Linked DNA regions of Oryzias latipes: region 1 is linked to region 2. The links are chromatin contacts, called in public Hi-C maps. All regions are on one chromosome and are shown on one strand. The core of a region is the stretch at or near the end of the contact, and the rest is flanking DNA. Distances in the headings are between cores, read along the strand shown.

Region 1 (5,964 bases), core at 2,020-4,519, 150 kb after region 2:
GCTCAAACAGTTCCCCTGCCTGTTTGAGTACAACGAGGCCTTCCTGGTGAGTGCTTTTCCAGGCCCTGCCTTTGAGAAACGACCTCAGCAGACGTTTTTAGGAATACTCTAAACCAGAGGTGGGCAAACTATGGCCCGGGGGCAATATATACCCTGAAGTACATTATATTGGTAATCCTTGTTAATGTTTTGTTTGGATGCAAGAAGTTATCCTGCATTCATGTGCTGTTGGTAGATTTGTTGTTTTTCTGATGTTATTGTGTTTTCCCAGTCAAACAGTCATTTTTCCTATCATTCCAATACCACACGAAGACACAGCATTTATCCAAGTTTGCGTTTTTTTTTCCCTGAGAGACATCACCCGAGAAATCCAATTGGCACTAAAATGAGAATAAAAGCCACAATTTTGAATAAAAACTCCAATGTTTTTTTTTAATATATATATATATCTATTTCCAATCCAAATTAAAGCATGTTTTCATCCAGATTGCCTGTCATTTCTGTCTTTTAAGAGGTGGATTACCAAAACACTCCACCATCTGCTCTTCATTCGGCGCTTCTGTCCATTTTTTAGAACCTTTGGTGGCCCACGGATCAAAAGGTTTGCCAGCCCCTGCTATAAAACAAAAATGTAGTTTTAAAAAAAAAAAAGCAGTTTACATGGCGTATACTTGTATAGCGCTTTTCTACCTACAAGGCCCTTTACAGCGCTTTACAGTCCCAGACCCATTCACCCAGTCACACACACATTCACACTCCGCTGCCGAACAATGGCGCCAGCCTACCACCAGAGGCAAGGTGGGGTTCAGTGTCTTTACCAAGAATACTTCGACACAGGGGGTGTGCAAGGCGGGAATCGAACCTGCAATATTACGATCATGGGTCAACTGCCCTACCGCTGCACCACGTTGTTGCGGTTCATCTGCTGTGATTGGTAAACAGCAGATGAATTTTTGAAACAGCCTGACTTGACGCGTCTTATCTTTGTGCGGTTTAGGTCAAGCTGGTGCAGCACACCTACTCCTGTCTCTATGGCACCTTTCTGTGCAACAACGCCCGCGAGAGGGAGGCCAAGAACATCTATAAGCGCACCTGCTCTGTGTGGTCCCTGCTGCGCACCGGAAACAAGAACTTCCAGAACTTCCTCTACATCCCCAGCCATGACACGGTACCCCCACCCTCCCACCCCCCCCATTTTACAACAAACGGCAGGCTGTGATTTCCAGCTTGAATGCTCAGAATTGTTGATTTCTCCTGAAGTCGTCCGCGTCTCTGTTCATCTGTCAGGTGCTGCAGCCTGTCTGCCACACTCGGGCACTACAGCTGTGGACAGCTGTGTACCTGCCCACCTCCTCCCCCTGCACGGCTGTGGATGAGTCTGTGGAGCTCTACCTCCCCCCGTGCATCGCAGGAGAGGAACTCACCTCCCGCTCGCTGGACAGGTATGTCTGCAGAGGGCATGGCTGTGTCGCCGATCATCTGTGTCGGCAGTTTTTGGTTTGTCAAAATACAACAGGCTGTTTCCAAAGTTATTTTTGTAGGCCTTTAGCGAAATCACAGTAGCTGCTTAAAGACCACTCTGATGAAAATGATGTTCTTTAGTATTTTTAACATGCTCTTATTGCAATTTTATGACGATTGAGGACAAATATGAAGAAAATAAAACTAAAATTTGTGTTTGAGAATTTCTTTATTTCAATTTTTGTGAATCAGAAGCAGACAAAAAAATACTGTTGAAAAAGAGCGTATTTTTGATGTAGAAAATATAGTCAGCAGGCCACAAACTCCAGTACTGCTCCATTCTGATGCACTTTCCATTTTCAGATTAATACATTATATATAGATCATTTTTTACTCGCCCGGGGAGTAGGTTAGTGTTGAATCGCCACTTTCAGAAACTATGTCCTAGAAAACAACAAAAGTTTATTGATTTTTGGCTAAAAATCGCATAATCATAATTAAAAGACCACTGGAAAACCTTTATATGATCAGAGTGGGACTTCAGGCTGAGATTTCTGAAGACTCAGACTGCCCTCTAGTGCCCACAATTGAGAATCGATATTATTACTGCACATGTGAGTGGTAGGGGTATAACATGTATGTATTATATTTATTTTAACAACTTTCTATTTGGGTTCATTTTGAATGATCTGATTCGATCCAATTCACTGGCCTAAAATGGATCCAGGACATCTTTAGCCAAAACTTCAACCAGTGTGACTCAGAGAAATACCTGAATACTGAACAGTGCAGTTTTCCAGATTTCTTGTATTTCCTTTAAAATAATCAAAAGTAAATTAAATCTGTACAAACAAACAAGTAAGCAAGAAAAAATGTCAAATCCATTCACATTTTGTTTTACCGCATTAAAGAATCCAAAGGGAACATTATTTCTAGCACACTGTGTGGTCACATGACTTTGCTGAATTCAAAGTGTTTCCACTCATTGGACTGGAATGATGGACTGATCAGTTTTTGCTGACATCACATGTTTGTTGTCTGCTGTGATGCACTTGGTCATTTTTACAGTAAATCAAACTTACAATGCCTCAGTCCGTATGGTATTTTCCTGTATCGATTTGATTATCAGTTTTAAAACTATTTTTTAATGATATCAGTCAATTCTTCTCTGACTCCGACAGATTGATCTGCTTTGAATAGAAATTGATTTATTGGTTAATCAATTACTTGTTACACCCCTAGTAAAGGGTATTTATACATTTCCTGTTTTTGTGTTCATCCCTGTTATCCAGGCTTCCTAAAACACGCTCCATGGACAACCTATTGTCTGCCTTCGAGAACGGCACGCCCCTGACTCGTACATCAAGTGACCCTAATCTGAACAAACACTGCCAGGAGGACCGCGGTGCAGCCGAGGCCTCGTCGGCCTTGTCTGCGCACGGCTCTGATGACCCAGAGGAAGATCAGTCTGACCATCCGAGTCCCACCCAGACTGCCGTGGTTGTCCCGTGGGCAGAGGACCCTGAAGACGGACGGGCGGAGCCTTGTCTCACCACACAGCCACTGCCCTCTCCACCCCTCCCCTCCGTCAGTCGGGACTCGCACACCTCCTGCTCCACTCCTGTCCTCCACCAAGCTTTAGCTCACGTCACCGACCTTCCACTCCCTCCACCTCTGGAGGCTGAGAGCCCCTGCAGGACTGCTGACGGCGCTGTGCCCCCCACTCTGGACTCAGAGCCATGCTTACCTCTCCCCTGCAAGAACGCCCACCCAGCAGCCAATACCCCCACCCTGCTGCTCAACGGACACTCAGATGCAAATGCTGTTGCTGACTCTGCTGTGAAGCAGCCAACCCCTCTCCCCATGGAGGACTCCACTGAGACTGTCACTGGGGAAGCAGAAGCCCCTCCCACTCCCCCACCCCCCACCCTACCTTCCACAGCCTCAGGTCTTCCACAGGAGGAGCCGCCCAAACCACAGACTCAAGTTTACCCCCACAGACAGACGGAGGAGCCGATGAAAGGCAAAGGGGGGGACAGCGCCCAGCTGTCGGCCCGCCCCCTGCTCTGTCAGAACCCGCTGTCAGAGCTGTCCCTCCTGGGATCCCACTGGGACAGTGTCCACGGTCTGGTCCAGTCCGCCTGCAGTCACCCCGGAGTGAGCCGGGCACTGCAGCCCAACACCTACCAGTCCCGCCGGCTCGCCACCAAACTCCTGCATGCGCACGGCTTGACTGTGGGGGGCGGGTCTCAGTGCTCGCGCAGGGAGGCGCTCTGCTGTCCCAGCAGCCCTGTGCAGGTGGGGTGGCCCTCTGCTGCCAGGAGCTACAACGGCCTTTGCGTACCCGCCATGGCTACCTTAAACAGCTACTCACTAGCAGCCCACCAGTTCCAGCTGGCCTCCTTTTTTTCAGCCTCGAGCTCCCCTCCTCCCCCACAAGCGCCAGCCTACCTGGATGACGACGGGCTGCCGGTGCCGCTGGACGCCGTGCAGCAGCGGCTGCGGCAGATCGAGGCGGGGTACAAACAGGAAGTGGAGGTGCTACGGCAGCAGGTGAGGCAGCTGCAGATGAGGCTGGAGAGCAAACAGTACGGAACCCCCCCCTCAGAGCCGGACATCGACTACGAGGATGACATCGTGAGTATCCTTCCTTCTGTAATGATGAGCATGTTTCCTCAGTGAAGCTGCTTTAGACGGGAAGTGGTCAGTCAGTCAGTCAGTCACTCTGCTGCTCTCTGCTGGTGATCAGACGTGTCTGCGGGAGTCGGACAACAGCAACGAGGAGGACTCCCTGTCCACCCACAGCGAGGACCGTCTGTCTGAGGGAAGCTGGGACCGAGTGGAGCGCAAAGATGCAGAGGTCAGCAACCCCCCCCCACTAAGCCACTGCCTCTGTTTGGGGCGCATCCTGATGTGTGTGTGTGTGTGTGTGTGTGTGTCTGTGCAGGTCACCAGGTGGGTCCCCGACCACATGGCTTCCCACTGCTTCAGCTGCGACTCTGAGTTCTGGATGGCTAAGCGGCGTCATCACTGCAGGTGAACCCTTTTCCCTGTAATGACGGCCTCACGGAAACATCAGCAGCCGCAGACAAACCTGCAGAAAGATGACAAACATAAGCACAGTTCGCACAGACAGCATAAATCAGGGCTTTAGGGTGAAGTCTCAGCAGCAGACAGTTGGCCTAGAAACAGAAAAAGAATGTTCTGTTTGCCTATTTTTAGAATAGAAGCTGCTGCTCCTTTCTGACAGTTGCTAGTTTACTTTTAGTGTAGATTTCTATTATTCCTCTTTTTGTCCTTTAAAGACTAAGGCTGAGTTCCTTTTTTGTTTTAAAATATTTTAATGAACCACATCAAAATAGAAAATTGCCACTCCAGCACAGTTGCACTAATTTACACCTTTGTTTTCTCTTATTTCATTAAAGTGGCTCTTGATCATCTTCTAATCTATTGTTAAAACGTTTCCAGTGGTATTGTAAATATGATTCTGCTGTTTTTAGGCAAAATCAAAAAAAACCTGTGTTGTTCTTTAGCACATAGTTTCTGCAGAGCGGCAGAAATTTGCATCCCCAAAAATACGGGACCAAGAGAAGACATTTCATCTTGAAAGGCAAATCATAGATGCCAATAATAGACTGAATGTCTGCCTGCTTCATTACTGTAACACATTGATGCTTATTTAGCTTTGTGAAACATATTCAGATAACCATAAAGAACATCCTACAACTCAACTCAACACTTTTTATCACTAAAAATCACTGAATCCGTTAAATTCTTCATCTTCTACTGAGCGCAGCTTCTTCTTCAGCCTTGCTGTCAGTAGCAAACACTGACACACCTACAGTGCCCTCTAGTGGTTGTTGCTATTTATTTTTGCACCCACAGCCAAACTGCCAAAAAATGACTTGTGCCCAAAAATACTGTAATTTTCCTTATATATGTCCTTCACCATCAGAGAAATACTACAAGAACATGTTAAACACACAGTTTTAACAGAGTCGGACCGAGATATTCTAACCTAGAACCAGTTTCCATCCACTTTGGATATGCGTCTTATTGTGTTAGTATGGAAAGAAACTCCATGAAACACATATTTGTGGTGATAGCATTGTACACTGTAGATCATTTTAAAGGGTTATGAACACTTTAGTCATAACTTCAGGTTTGATTATTTTTTATTCATTCTATTTGTATATGTTCAATGTATAAAAAAACAAAAAGTGACAAAAAAAATTAATTTGACGTTTGGTGGGGAAAAAAATGGTGAAAAACCCAAACCCTAACATAATGCACTAAGAGGAAAAGGCTGTAGATGTTGGATGGGTGGGTAACTTGTAACATAGCAGACATTAGTGTGATGTGATTGAGATTACATATTTGATTTTAGTATTCTGGTTTGATCCCCTGAGGCAGCAATGAGATGGTGATTCGGAATAATCAGATTTATTTTTGGCTAAGAATTTTCCTCCCATGTTCTGAAGTGGTGTAGGTGCTAATTTGTTG
Region 2 (5,843 bases), core at 1,135-3,634:
CACTGTGGGGAATAAAGCCAAGCTCCACGCCGGCGTGGAAGTGAAGACCCGGCTTCCCAGTCGACCTGGAGTGCGGGGAGGAGGTCAGCACGTGACCAAAGGTCAGAGAGCTCCATGAGTCATTCAGAAAAGAAACATCTACAGACTCCTGATGGTCATTGGTGTTTGGTTTGTAGAAAGCCTGTCCCTGCTCAGATCCGCCCAGCAGCTCCTGACCTTCTCACACAATTCTAGTCCAAGCCCGCCGCCCAAACAATACAGCGGAACGCCGATGCCACCAAAGTGCATGAAAAGGGTTTACTCTGCAGGTCTCTCCTCACCAGCTGACGCTGCAGGGACCTTGAACCCCTCCTGCACAGGTGTGCCTTCACCTGGCAAACTCCTGCACCATCATCAGGGTTTACTGACTCCAGCAAACCATGCTGGGAATGGCCTTTATCAACCTGGTTACTATCGGCCAGGTAAGGATGACACGCCAAAGACAGAAAAACTACAGACAGTCCCACTCAGGTCATCATTTGATGTATTGTCAAAGCGTTCTTAGAGGTATTTTAATTATGATTATGCCACTTTTAGCCGAAACCCCAAAACCTGTGTGGTTTTCTATAACATAGTATCTGCAGAGCAGCAGCAGTAGTTTATTAGAAATTCGCCTTTGAGTCGTGGCCGGGACAGTTGGCGCAGAGCAAGCCCCGCCCCACTTCCTGTCCCCCAACTGTTTCCATGCACTGGCTTTCAGTCTCTAACAACCCCAACCTAACACTACTGGTGCAACAGAAATGGTGAGCAATATTGCCGCTACCCAGTCGTACAGTTTTGATCCAGATTCCAGGTCAGACGAGGAAAACAAAGACCTACATGGATCTATTCGTCTACAAGTGGATGCATCATGGAGCGGAGCCGGGAGCTTGTGGCCTGCTGATTGTAGCTTCCATATCACTGCTTCGATCTTTTTTTCTTTTATGTCTGCTCCTGATTCACAATGACTTGAATAAAGAAATACTCAGAAATGTAATTATACACTTAATTTTATTTATATATGTCCTACATGATCAGAAAAATGCCATAAGAACATAGTCAAAACACTATTTTGATCAGAGTGGAACTGTTTAAAGACCTTTAATCTGACCTTTTCTTCTTATTTCTTGAGTTTGCCGCTGCTGCCACCCAGTCACCTCACCCCAAATACTGGGTCTTCAAACTGGGTTGTACTCCCCAAAAAACTATTACCAGGTACTGGAGGTCCAAACCCAAAAACTGTTGGATTCTGTGCATTGTTTACTCTGAACCAGCTTGTGCGCTAATAAAAATGTTTTATTTCCCCATTTTTAGGCTGGGTTTCCTGTAAAGAAAGCAAACACCAAAGGTTTAGAAGAAAAGGAGAACCAGGACGCAAAGATCTGTGACGTTAACTTGGACAAAGTTTTCCAAATTGCAGATGAGGTGATGCAGTCTTTCCCCAGCCCTCGTCTGGCTCCGGTTAAGACCCCTGTTGTTGTTTTGGCCCCTTCCTCCACCACAACAGCTGCTTTAGCAGCAAATGCATCCAGCAGCTCTGTGTTCAAACAGGAGGAAGCGTCTCCGCCCTCCCGCCTTCAGCAAACACCCAAGAGCGAGGAGGTTTTTCAGGTAGGCATCTGTAGCATCATCAGAAAGAAAAAGGCTTTCAGTAAATCTCCTTGTAATGTTACATCTGCTTAATGTGTGTTTATACAGTTTTAATTTATTGTACAGTCACAACATTATGTTTTTGCTCTAAATTGATCTCTTTTGTGTTTCTCTGAAAGGCTCTCGCTGGTCCTGCACCAGAAGAAGAAACCATAAACGTTGAGGTTTGCAACTCTTGAAGTAACTGCATTTCTTTGGTGACATCCTATCCCATCTCCTGTTTAGATCACAGCTTATTGATTAATTTTGGCTCAACAATTTGATTGGAGTTTTCCTATGACTTCACTTTTATGCATAATTACATCAGTCTGTTTCTACATATTTATTATTTGTTTATTTCTCCCACAAAGTTGTTACACTCTGTTCCAAATGCACATTAATGGTTGTGTAAATTCATCTCAATGGCACATTTTTAAGCTGTATTTTCTCATTTTAATCTTCTTGCAGTTTAAAAATGAATTGTAATTAGTTTCAAAAGGTGATTTGTTGGATGTTATAGTTTGTGAAAATATTGTTCCTCTACGAATTGTTTTCCTTGAGGTTTATCATTTCGCCTCCGGATTTGATAACTATTATAAAACATGTTGAAATGATTTGAAAATAAAACGTAAAATACATATTTCGGTTTATGTGTGACCGTTGCATGTCCATGTTTGGCCGCTAGGCGGAGCCTCTCAACCGTTTTCGGACGCGCAGCCTCTTCACAGCTCCGCCCAGCCTGCCTTAAAGTGTTGCGTTTGAGTGTACTCGGAAGCGGCGAACCTTTACCACATTTGGTTAATTATTCGGTTCTTAGAAAAAAAAAACAGCGGTCTTGCTTTGAAATGTATTTACAATGATAACTATAGAAATGGGAAAAGTTAAAGTATTATAAAGGTGGAATAAAGCTCCCAAGTACGTAAAAGCACATTTGCAACATTATTATACTGTATACGCGTTTTATGCATTGTGATTTATTTATTATATTTGGTCTTACGTGTCTTTATACAAATAGTTAACCTGATTTTTGTCATATTCAGTCATTCGATTTTCAGCGAAGTTTCCAAGAGAAGCGGGATGTCCGTTTGTACCTGAAGGCACCGGGACGACGAGCAGGTAGAGTGACAATGAGATCCCAGGGGAGCGACAGAGTCCTGGAGATAAACTTTTAAGGCGGTGTCATAACTGTACACGCCGTCTGTCCACGCTCTCGTCTTCAATCGGGAACTAAATGGAGGCTGGGGAACTTTTACATGAAACCTTCTGCACGCTTTCGTCCTCGAGCTCGTGCGCATTTTTCAATATACTGCGATTCATTTTCCGTCGGGGTTCCTTGAAGTCTCGGATCTAAGTTTTTTTCTTCAAAGCTGCACATTTTTTAGATAAAGGAGTAAGATCTTTATTTTATATAGTTTTCTATTATTAAAGGTGTTTACGCGCGGATTGAGCGCAGTTGACAGAGTTCAGTCGCGACTCTGTCTGTCTTATTACAAAGTAATAAGTGAAGCTGCGCTCGGTTTTCACTTTAAAAAGAGGGGAATGGAGTTGAAGAGGATATGCTTTGGTCGTTCTTCGTGAAAAAGCTCTTACACAACCCTCGCATGTGTTCGCCCGCGCGCCTCTGATCTGACCGGCGGCAACCTGTGGCCCGTTCTTTGAAGTTCAATTCATCGCTCCCACCGAGGATTTACCGCCGGTCTGCGGAGCCCCGGAGCCCCGGAGCCGGCCTCTGTCGACGCCTGATGCGGGAAGGGTCACGCAGCAGCACGGAGACAAACACGGTCCACAAAGCTCCCTGAACTCCTTGTTGCGCCTCGGTTCGGGTCCACCAGCCCTCACACTATGACACTGGATCCTAGCTCATTAGAGCCCGTCTTATCACGGAACATCTCCTCTTCCGAGCATTAACTCTGGTGCTGGATGGAAGTTCTGGGACCTTGGGGTTCTTCTGGAGGATCTCCGGTCCTGAAGATTTTGGATTATATCAGTAAAGTAGTCCATTCGAGGGGAAACTGAAGTGCGTGCACCTGCGCGCACGCGTCCTCGACCCCCCCCCCCCCCCATTTTTTTTTCTTCTTCTTCTTTTTTTTTTTTTTTAACCCGCAGTGCTCGCCTGCTTTGAAGTCCACCATGTGCGGCCGGGCACCGCCGCCACAGCCGAGGCCATGACCGTCCACCCGCGGCGCCTGGCCGGGCTCTGGCCGTGGCTGCTCATGGCGGCCCTGCAGGTGGTGCTGGGCCAGCCGGGCCTGGAGTCCGAGCACCCGCTCCTCCGAGCGCTCATCAAGGTGACTCTGCTGAAGCACGAGGCCACGGGGAAGCCCATCGTCGTGGAGGGACTATTCGTGGGAGGTAGCGCCGGGAAAGCGGAGGGAAGACTGATGCAGGTAAGACTCACCTGGATCAGACCTGACAGCGTCACGCGCCCAACATATCATATGTGACCAAAGCTTCCAGCTTAAATAAACAGTTTATTTCTTTTAATGAAAACACGTGGGTTCTTGGAGCAGTCTGTGTTTTTGGCGCCATGTGTTTCTTTAGAAACGGAGCACCTTTACCTGCAGATCTGGAAGCCTTGAGCGGTGACTGAGTTATGGTGCAGAGTAACCTGATATCACACCTCTGGCTGGGCATGTGATGACAGAATGTCTAAATTCCTTCAACAATAGTGATGACAAATGCCTTATTAAGCCTACTTTGTTTTAGATTTGAACTTTGGAAAACATGTCAGGCGGAGGAGGTTTTCCAGGGCCACACAGCTTTGTTTTGGAGCAACTCATTTTTTGGAGTTCACCTAACATCTAGGTGGGGTGAACTCTAGATATAAACCCACAGTTTTTCAGAATGTGGTGGATTAAAGTTCTGGGGCCACAAAGCTGGCCTTGTGTGGATTTGTTTGCGGTCTCCAAAGAAACGAGGCCCCCAGATATGAGAGGCTGTGAGATCTCGTCTCCCTTCACTCATCAGGTGTGGCTGTGTTTGTGAATGGTAAGCCTGCTGCTTTAGCTCCCCATAACCGATAAGGCTTTATGCGGCTTCTTGGAGGAGAAAGCCCAGCTTTGGGGATGGTGAAAAGCCGTCGCCGCCGCCGCCGTGCTCCCCTCCAGGTTCACGCTGTTTGTGTGTGGGATGTTGACAACATGATACACATCGCAGTTCTGCTGAGATCAAAGGCACCCTCTAGTTCACCGGGATTTCCAACTTTCTTTCAAAAAAGTCCTTCCCCCCCGCTTGCTTAAATCCTCACACGGTTTTGCAGATTGATGGGGCTTAGGGCCCAATGGAGGACAAAGACAGGCTGCTGTTTCCCTAAAGGTGTGAAGGAAGGTTCAGCATAATATTCCCATCTGTGGCCCAGTCAGCACGGCGGCAGTGTCAATCCCTCCTTCTTTTCTTCTTTCTGTTGCCTCCTGCACGGCTGCTATCGTCTGTTTTCTTGCAAGTCAGATCGCTGATTGTGGTTCGGTCCTGGACAAGGAGGGCCTAGTTTTTTTGGCAAACTCTCCTTTTCCAAGGCTGTTCTCACAAACCCGGTGTTATGCTGCAGGATTCTCTTTGTTGCAGCACAGGCCTGTTCAAACAGGTTTTTTTTCTTTCTTTTTTGCTGCTAAAGGCAGCTTTATGGTTCAGCTTTACGTCCCCGTCTTCTAGCGGATGAAGCAGATTAAAGATGGGAACTGCCAGGGTTTCCTGACTGTGCGGTTTTGATTCCGACCCAGACTAGTATCAATCAGGTTCAGGACCCACTCCAATGAAAATGGGGTTTTTAAAATGTTCTCGTAGCATTTTGCTCACGATGGAGGTCATATAAAAACAAAATTACAATTAAAGTTGCATTTCAAAGCATTTCCTAATTCAAATCGTGGTAAATCTGGAGCAGAGGAAAAAAATGGGGTTTGAAACAAACACCACTGGGAATGCTTTTTACATTGGACTAAGAGATGATTGGAGTGGGACCTAAAGCTTCCTGCTCTGCTTCATTCTGATGCATCCAGTTTCAGACAAATAGATCCATGCACGTCTTTGTTTTCCTCGTCTGAGCTGGAATCTGGATCTAAACTGTACGACTGGATATCTCCAATATTCTCACCATTTTTGTTGCACCTGTAAAATAATTTTGGGAATGGGAAGGGCTGTAAGCTAGCTGGGGAGAGTGTAAACAGAGGTATGATGTCAACAGTCTGTGCCAACTGTCT

Evidence for each region. A called contact is a pair of places that touch in the nucleus more often than the background predicts.
Region 1: a contact with region 2 is called in a Hi-C map of embryo, with 1.4 times the contacts expected there. The contact joins the enhancer-like site here to the promoter of rnf43 in region 2. A contact is called at or near these places in 2 of 5 Hi-C or Micro-C datasets (embryo and fibroblasts).

Annotation. Positions count from the first base shown.
Region 1 is chr14:20,585,777-20,591,740 of ASM223467v1, forward strand. mtmr4 (myotubularin-related protein 4) reads left to right here. Exons shown (of 20, transcript XM_023962308.1): 14 at 1-46; 15 at 998-1,168; 16 at 1,288-1,442; 17 at 2,754-4,098; 18 at 4,211-4,321; 19 at 4,409-4,497. Among protein-coding and RNA genes, the nearest start is that of LOC101169059, 6.3 kb to the right of the region's middle. Within about 2 kb of position 3,270, at least 4 of the 8 cell types and tissues checked have an H3K27ac peak or open chromatin away from gene starts, as enhancers often do. A contact at or near this core is called in embryo, where this site is marked.
Region 2 is chr14:20,438,272-20,444,114 of ASM223467v1, forward strand. It overlaps rnf43 (E3 ubiquitin-protein ligase RNF43), which reads left to right and starts at 2,385. Exons shown (of 9, transcript XM_023962313.1): 1 at 2,385-4,034. The coding sequence starts at 3,813. It overlaps hsf5 (heat shock factor protein 5), which reads left to right. Exons shown (of 6, transcript XM_004076599.4): 2 at 1-101; 3 at 177-461; 4 at 1,151-1,233; 5 at 1,333-1,629; 6 at 1,788-2,285. The coding sequence ends at 1,847.